Linked DNA regions of Mus musculus: all the other regions are linked to region 3. The links are chromatin contacts, called in public Hi-C maps. All regions are on one chromosome and are shown on one strand. Each heading gives the region's core, a stretch centred on a gene start, on an enhancer-like site or on the middle of the called end of the contact. The rest is flanking DNA. Distances are from core to core; before and after follow the strand shown. Region 1 has its middle 16 kb from the start of Gm41335. Region 2 has its middle 66 kb from the start of 4930449C09Rik. Region 3 has its middle 3.0 kb from the start of Gm25702.

Region 1 (2,700 bases), core at 98-2,597, 140 kb after region 3:
AACCCTTGATAAGGATGCCAATCCAATCATCCAGTAGAGATCCAATCATCCAGTGAGTGCTTCAAGGAGATAACCACTATTCTTCTCGAATATTCAAGAGTTGGAAAGTTTTGCAAATACATGCTTGCCAAGATTTCCTGAGGAGTGTAAACTTTCAGAATTAGTGTCTCAAAGTAAGTTCTAAAAGCTGTATCATCCAAGAACTGGACCTGAAGCTAGCTAGAACAGTGAGTTCTCAACCTTCCGAATGCAGTGACCCTTTAAATAAAGTTCCTCATGTCGTGGTGACCCTCAAACGTAATTTTGCTACTGTTATGACTAGCAGTATAGATATTGGTCTTTGGGGGTCATGACCTACAGGTTGAGAGTCATTGAGCTGGAAGGAGAAGGCTGGGGAGGGTGTAGAATAAATAATTCCTTACCTTTGAATCTTAGCAGTTTACTTAGAAGCAAAGGCTCATGGTTGTGTATTGACAGAGGGCCACCTATAGAATTCTAACCTGGAGATGAGCCCATGATTTGTACATGGTAGAAGATCTCCATTTTGGCTCAGTAGTACTGGCTCTCTGCTCCAGAAGCCTCTGTTTCTATTTTATAAAAGTGGTTTCCCAGGTTTAAGACTTATCTGAATCAATGGGAGAGCTCAATAAACCAACTGCACCTTCTCATTCAGTGCATTGAGGCTAGAGCTTGCAAACTTTCCTACCCCAGTGCTGTTCTTGCCTCTGCTTTCACCTTTTAGGAGACTACTCTCTGGGAACCATTGCTCTAACAGGGGCTTCTGGTTCAATACCATAAGCCTTTGTTTATATGTCTAGCTTCTCCTTGCTTATCTTTGTTTTACCCCCACCTAACCCACCATGGGTTTCTTGATAAAATTTTACTGAGGAAATGCATTGAAAGAAATATTAGTTTTCTAGAAGTTCAAAGAGGGGAAAGAAATCATGGGAATCTTTCAGAAGAGAAATCCTGTGTTGTCACCTTTCACATAGCTGGAAGCATGACTCATGCAAAGACATGCCTATCTTTGCTGAAAAGCAAACACAGACACACCAGTTTTGTGTGTCCTGGAATGTGCATCAGAGACGTCTCCTTATCACCTCTTCCTCATTCTTTTTCTGTCTCTTTAAATAGATGGTCACCACCACTTCATGCAAGGAAAGTATTATTTAGAGTGTGGAATGCAATTTGCTTCTTCCCAGAGTTAGTTCCCTTCGGACTGTCTTTGGATGAACTTTGCAGTCTTCACTGAAGGGGGAACCCTTTCCCACTGTTCTCTGGGAGAGCCACGGCTTTGAAGTCACAGCTGGCTTGACTAAACTCATTTCCTCCCTCCACAATGTGCCTCTGATGCAGTGTTGGCTGAGGCTCCCCCTTGCCGGCTCCTGCTATTGAACCAGACCCAAGTGCAATGTTTAATGTGAGTGTTTGGCTTGGCTTGAATTTGGCCAAATCATCTGTACTTCGTTTCATTTGAAAGCTCTACTTTTTTTTTCCCTCCCCGTTTCTCTCTCAAATAGTTCATTCCAGATGTTTTTGATTTGTCTTTCTGTGGTCCACTCCACCCAGTTCCTAAATCAGTAAATCATTTTCATGCTTCTTCCAAAATCTAAGCAAAGAGAAGTGCTCAATTAGAAAGAGCAACTGATTATTGGTTCCTTAGGCTTCAGTGTGGCTCTTTTCTTCAGGAACTACATTTCCAAGGTAGGAGAGAATGTGACAGAACATGTAGATTCCAAATTCCTAGCATTCAGGATCAGAGAGTATGCACAATAGGGATGTGTACATAATATGAACATCCAATTTTATTGCCTAGTTCAAGGCTTGATAGCACTGTTCTTGTTTGAATGCTTTCTGTGACTCAAGTGCACATGGAGACACCCATTCTATGAGCTTATGTGTATCCTTACATGACAGAAATACTAACTAATCAAGATCCCAGCAATTTTCTCATGGTGATGGAGGCAAGGGTAAACAGATGGAGCTAAGATGCAGGGAATGGTTATTTTATTGTCATTATAAGGAGTGAGGGCCTTATGAGAAAGTCCCATATCTGACAGATTAGGGAAGCTAGAAGGAGAAAAATTGCACACATTCAGAGTTTCTCAGAGTTTAAGAATTTACAAAGAAACTCTTGGATGCAACTAGGTGATAAAGTCAGATGAAATATGGGGAAAATGCTGTAAGGTGCTGGAGAAATGGATAGGTCAGCAGTTTAGAGCACTGGCTACTCTTACAGAGGACTCAGGTTCAATTCCCAGCACCTACGTAGTAACTCACAAATGTTTGTAATTAGAATTTTGTGGATATGACTCCTGACTTCAATGAGCACCAGACATAATGTCATAATGTACTACACATGCACACACACACACACATACATCACACACACATATATCACACACACACATCACACACACAGAAAAAAATTACATACAGGCAAATCACTCATACACATAAACTAAATAAATAAGTTAAATAAATAACTACCTAAATAAGATTTCTTTAAATAGTTTTAAGAAATTTTGATGTGATGTGAATGAAATTTCTCTGACAAATTTACAAATGACTCCAGTGAAGACCTACGTGCCCTCTAAAATCTTTCCTAAAGATGATGTAAGTTCTCTTTTGAACTTGATGTTAATATGAGACTTACTGTTCAGAGTACACCAATAATAGTTTATGCTACTTATTTTATTT
Region 2 (2,700 bases), core at 196-2,695, 170 kb before region 3:
GCCACGTGTGTGTAATCATAGGTTCTCATATTAATTCCCCTGGGACCACAACATTCCCAGTTGGTGTACACGTAGTGCCACTACATCCTTGGACTGACAGGTACTTTGGTTCCATTTTCTGGTCTAATTCTCTGGCTGATATTTGGGTCCATCTTTCTACGATCCTCTCAACTGTTCTAACGACACAAAGTTCCATTTTGGGAGTTGTACCAGGCCACCTTGGGAAAACAAAATCTGTCTCCATTTCTCAATTGCCATTTGAGGGTCCAGCGGAAAGAACACAAATTTGAACAAACAGTATTTCATTGTATATTCAACAGAGAAACACACTCTTGTATGTCAACATTACGAGGAAGGCTGAGGATAGCTTTATAGTTTCTCTGAGGAAACGATCGTTCAGTTGGTACAAACGCTTATAGGACTTTTTATCTTACTCTTCATAGCCACTGGTCCCTGAAGAGAAGCTCTTTTATCACACTGGATTTCTCTGTTTCCCACTTGAGAACCTTAACCCCTTGGAGTAGGATCTATGCGCTTTGTAATCCAGAAGTTTTTATTCGGATACCATACTCATTTCTATCCTGGCACATGTTAGCAAGAGAAGAGTAAAAATTGTTAATTCATGGGAGAAAATAACAGCATTAATGAATGTATAGATTTACAAAGACACACATATACCATACTCATTTCTATCCTGGTACATGTTAGCAAGAGAAGAGTAAAAATTGTTAATTCATGGAGAAAATAACAACATTAATGAATGTATAGATTTACAAAGACACACATATACCATACTCATTTCTATCCTGGTACATGTTAGCAAGAGAAGAGTAAAAATTGTTAATTCATGGAGAAAATAACAGCATTAATGAATGTATAGATTTACAAAGACACACATATACCATACTCATTTCTATCCTGGTACATGTTAGCAAGAGAAGAGTAAAAATTGTTAATTCATGGGAGAAAATAACAGCATTAACGAATGTATAGATTTACAAAGGCACACATCATTGGATTGCTTTTGAACCCCATTCTCACTCCCCAGTCCTGTGCACCTAGGAGATACAGCATATAGCTTAGGTTGTTATGTATGCAAGGGGATTTAGAAGAGATCCTTTGGAGGAATGTCATATTTTAAAGATGGAGCTACTTTAAAAAAAAAAAGAGTCTCTCTGACCTTGAGTAAGCAACTTTATACACCATCTTACATGGCTGGTTTTAAATTGTCTGTTAGAGGCCACAATGGTAGCTGTTCTGCCAGGCCCTGAGACTGTTCAAGGGATGAAGCGAGATAATGCAGGTGAAGTCTTAAGTACTGGCTTAAGGGCAGCTGTGTGCGTAGTGTTTGAAAAATGTGCGCACTGGGAGCAGGAGGCTTGATTTCAAGCCTCCAGGCTGCACATCTTGAAGCTGAACTATGTTCAGGGTGAATCAAACAATTCCAAATACTGGCAGCAGGGGGCGCTCTTGCACTTTCCTTAGATTGTCCTAATCGGCTAAGAGGAGGAAACAACTTTTTGTCTCCATTTTCTAATTTAGTTCTTGGGTCCATTTGGGTGTGGAGGACAACATTGTGTCCGTTCACTGGGATGGTCCAGCCCATGAATTTCCAAAATGGCAGCAGTCTGATCTAGATTGATTTTGTTTTTATCTGTGCTTTGTGTAGGTGCCACAGACAATCTGGGTCCCTGGTCTGGCATGTAGGACAGATAGGTGCTGACCCTGTGACCTAAATTTCACAAGAAGAGTCCAGGTCAACAAAGAGTTTGATAGTTCGAGGGGCCAAACTGTCTTCTGGCTTGTTCATGATCGACCTGTGGTAGCATGGTGTGTAGCAGTAGCGGGGATATTCTGCTGTACTGTCAGGAATGAAGATGAGATGTGGAATGTGGGTCCTAGGGGGTACATCTTAAAAGCCCTAGCTAGTGTGGATGGGTCGTTATGGGACGGCATCAATGAGTAAATGAGTCCATGTTGCATCATTGCCATCTTATCATGGACACTGGAAGCCTTGAAGATAAATGAGAAAGGTGTGAGACACATATGGCATATATGGGTTTACAGAAACTCAGCTCAGGCCTCACACTCTGGTATGCTTTGTGCTGGTCTTTGATGTGTGTGTGTGTGTCAGAGTGGGGGTTAGGGGTTTCTACACCATACCCCTTTTGTTGATACTGACAATATAAAACCAAGAGGACAGTATAAGTAATTTTCCCAATGCAACTGACCAAGTTTTTTAAAAATGTGTATCATATACATATGTGTCTATATATGGCATATATGTATATATCATATATAAAATATATTTTAGACATAGTGCCAAAAGTGTGTGTGTATATACATACATATATATATATATATATATATATATATATACACATGTATATATATGTATATACACACACACACACACACACACACACATATATATATATATATATATATATATATATTCATTCAATTCTTGGATTGCAACCAATTAAGCCATTAAAGCGAGGTAAGTTGTTCCTTTAATCTGTGAATTTCATGTGAGTTTTACTAATGTCCCAATCACAAATCATGCCAAAATGAGGAGCTGAGTCCCACATTAAACTTGAGTTTCGTTAGCCTCCTTAAGCTCAGAAAAGCTTCCTGTCTTTTGCGACAATACTACCTTGGAAGGACACAGATTGAGGTATGTTGTAGACTCTTCCTCAA
Region 3 (2,755 bases), core at 18-2,517:
AGATAGACAGGAACATAGACTGAGACACAGAGACAGCCAGAGTCAGAGAACAGAGGGACAGAGACAGAGAGAGCTAGAGATAGAGAAATTAGAAGATAACAATTTTATATTCCTGAATGGGACACACTATTCCTTCTTCATCATCCCTTTCTCCAGTTCATTCAGTTACCAGATATTCAACCACTTACTCAAGTCATAAATGTCAATTTCTGGTCTAAATATGGGTATTTGTTGATTTGTTCAATTTGGGGTGGTAAAGAAGGTTCTTTTAAAAAAATAGCCATGTTGAGAGGTAGCTAACTTACTAAGACAAACACTTAAAGAACACAACCCAATAGTTTTATTATATTCACAGAGTCATACAGCCATTTCTAGAGTATTTTTATCATCTCCTCAAACAGACCCCACTTTCATCAGTAATCATGCCTCACATGATTATGCAGTAGCCCTCTACAAAGCTTGTTGAAATCTCTGGGAAGTAAATGCTCTAGGATTGGACACCTCAGTGAGCTACGCAATATGTAAACTATTATGAGCGAAACATTTTCCAGGCGCTAGCAATAGGGGGAGAACCACAAGAGATGGCCAACCAATCTCATCTCTCTGGGAACTGATGTTGTATGCTGGAGTAGACAGATGGATTCCACGTGAAAAACAAAGTCCAGGAAAAAAAAACAAAACAAAACAAAAAAAAAAAAAACCTCTTGTTAGTGACAGAGTGAGCCAGGCTTTCTGCCACGTTACTAGTAAGTTGGGGATTGACATGTGTGTGATTTCAAAGCCTGTGTTTGCTAAAGGAGAACCTGACATTAAAATCTCAGCTGAATAAAACTTCTGGATGCTTTACTATAGCCAGCTGTGCATATCTCTGGATTTGTTGCCTTCCTAGCCAGCTGCCTTCTAAGAGTTTTCATGGTGTTTCCAAAGAAAATGTAAAGTAAACAACTCAAGGATCCTTGGTTATCAGCAGCCAATGCAAAGGCTTTTCTGCCCTGGATACCGTCAGCTTAACCAATAGTATCTTTGTTAGCAGAATTATGGGGGTGGGAGTTGGGAGAGAAGAGTCAAAGGGTAATTAAAGTGACTTACATTTCTCTTTCTTCCTGCTATAATCCTGAGGATTTGAGTTCTTCAACAAATCAAATTCAGTTTGAGTTTTAACCTTCTTACATGAAAAGCCAGGTTTAAAAATAGCCTTTCATGCCCCGGTGACTGTAAACAAACATTGGTGTGTGGAGTCGACTGAAGGGCAGCAGACATTACATAGCCCTGCAGGAATGTGGAATTTAATATAAATGGAGTGACTCTCCTACATATGTTCAGTGTCTTTGCTCTGTATTGCCGGCAGAGTTCTTTGGGGGAAGGGAGAAGAATCATCATTAAATGTTGGAGCTGAAAAGAACTTTAGAAATCATGGAGACTTTGTTGCTACATTTCTGAAGTGGAGTGACCAAGAACCGGATAGTGCTAGTGAACTAGTTTTAGTGAGAGCCAGAAACTGGGGCAGAATCAGCTCCTCCCCTATTTCTTTGAGGCCTCCGTGGTCCGATATCAACAGAATACTTGACCAATATATACTATGATATTTAAAAAACAGGGACCATCCATTCATATATCTGTGAATAGACTCCCGATTGCCATGGATATGGGATATGTCTATTTGCTGGGTTTGGGATCTTGGAGAGCTACTTTACACTGTCTGGTAAATTACAACAAAGTAGTCAATTTAACTTTTGAGAAACAAGTGTAGATCTTCTATGTTGAGTTGTTGGGACAGCCTCGTGCAATAAGTAAATAAATGTTTCAGATCTTAGTTGATATTTAAGTTGTATACACTTTCTTTTCTTTTTACCGCCTCCTTTCTCTTCAGAATGTTTCCACATTCCTTTGAGGTTTTAAAGACATTGGTGGAAAACTACCATTTCTCTGTACAACTGTAGGAGTTACTTTCCTCTTGCTGTGATAAAACACCATGATCAAGGTAAGTTATAGAAGAAAGAGTTTATTGTACTTTCTGTTCCAGAGAGGTAAGAGTCTAGGATGGCAGAGTGGAAGGATGGAAGCTGGATCAGGAAGTTCAGAGCTTACATCAGTAAAAGAAAGCACAAGCAAAAAGAAAGCAATGGCACATGGCATGGGCTTTTAAACCCCTTATACCTACCTCCAATGACATACTTCCTCCAACAAGTCTATACCTCTTAAACTTGCCCACAAAACACCACCAAATGGAGACCATGATTCTTTGCGGGGACATTCTCATCTAAATTCTGATATGGTCCAAGGTGATCATTATGGTAATTACAGCTGTTCCCATTTACTGAATGCCTTACTATATTTGAGACACTTTGTGAACATTGACTCTTATTTTCATGGAAATCTTATTATTATCCTTTCCTTGTTAGGGCTGAATAAAAGCAAGTTCAGAAGGGATGACTAATTTGAGGACCTCACGCCACATGTCTTTAAAGCCTGTGCTCACCTCTATTCTTATGTCACCTCACTGGGTATGATGACAAACATACCTTTTAGTGCTCACCATAAAGTCTTGAGAAAATAATGAGCATGGAAATACCAAATGAAACAAAATCTACTTGGGATTCTTAAACCATGGGTATAAGGAAAGAAAGGTAGACATATTCAGATAGCATAAAGAGCTATCACGAACAGAGTATAGATACAGTTTAAGTGCTAGAAATAAAAATGGACTGATTTTGGAGTTGTAGAGCAATATTCAAGTCACAACTTTGCCATGTCT

The links. Hi-C and Micro-C count contacts between places; a contact is called where the count stands out from the background.
Region 1: a Hi-C map of pancreatic cancer cells shows a contact between it and region 3, with 2.8 times the contacts expected there. The contact joins two enhancer-like sites. A contact is called at or near these places in 1 of 39 promoter capture datasets (the 3T3-L1 cell line), 3 of 484 Hi-C or Micro-C datasets (Sertoli cells, pancreatic cancer cells and uterus) and 1 of 115 datasets of contacts at active chromatin or transcription factors (pancreatic cancer cells).
Region 2: a contact with region 3 is called in a Hi-C map of pancreatic cancer cells, with 2.5 times the contacts expected there. The contact joins two enhancer-like sites. A contact is called at or near these places in 5 of 484 Hi-C or Micro-C datasets (the Ba/F3 cell line, bone marrow-derived macrophages, myeloid progenitors and 1 more).

The regions. Positions count from the first base shown.
Region 1 is chr15:63,339,213-63,341,912 of GRCm38.p6, reverse strand. No RefSeq gene overlaps it. Among named protein-coding and RNA genes, the nearest start is that of Gm41335, 16 kb to the left of the region's middle. Within about 2 kb of position 1,347, at least 70 of the 459 cell types and tissues checked have an H3K27ac peak or open chromatin away from gene starts, as enhancers often do. A contact at or near this core is called in pancreatic cancer cells and uterus, where this site is marked.
Region 2 is chr15:63,651,491-63,654,190 of GRCm38.p6, reverse strand. No RefSeq gene overlaps it. Among named protein-coding and RNA genes, the nearest start is that of 4930449C09Rik, 66 kb to the left of the region's middle. Within about 2 kb of position 1,445, at least 38 of the 459 cell types and tissues checked have an H3K27ac peak or open chromatin away from gene starts, as enhancers often do. A contact at or near this core is called in pancreatic cancer cells, where this site is marked.
Region 3 is chr15:63,482,918-63,485,672 of GRCm38.p6, reverse strand. No RefSeq gene overlaps it. Among named protein-coding and RNA genes, the nearest start is that of Gm25702, 3.0 kb to the right of the region's middle. Within about 2 kb of position 1,267, at least 39 of the 459 cell types and tissues checked have an H3K27ac peak or open chromatin away from gene starts, as enhancers often do. A contact at or near this core is called in pancreatic cancer cells and uterus, where this site is marked.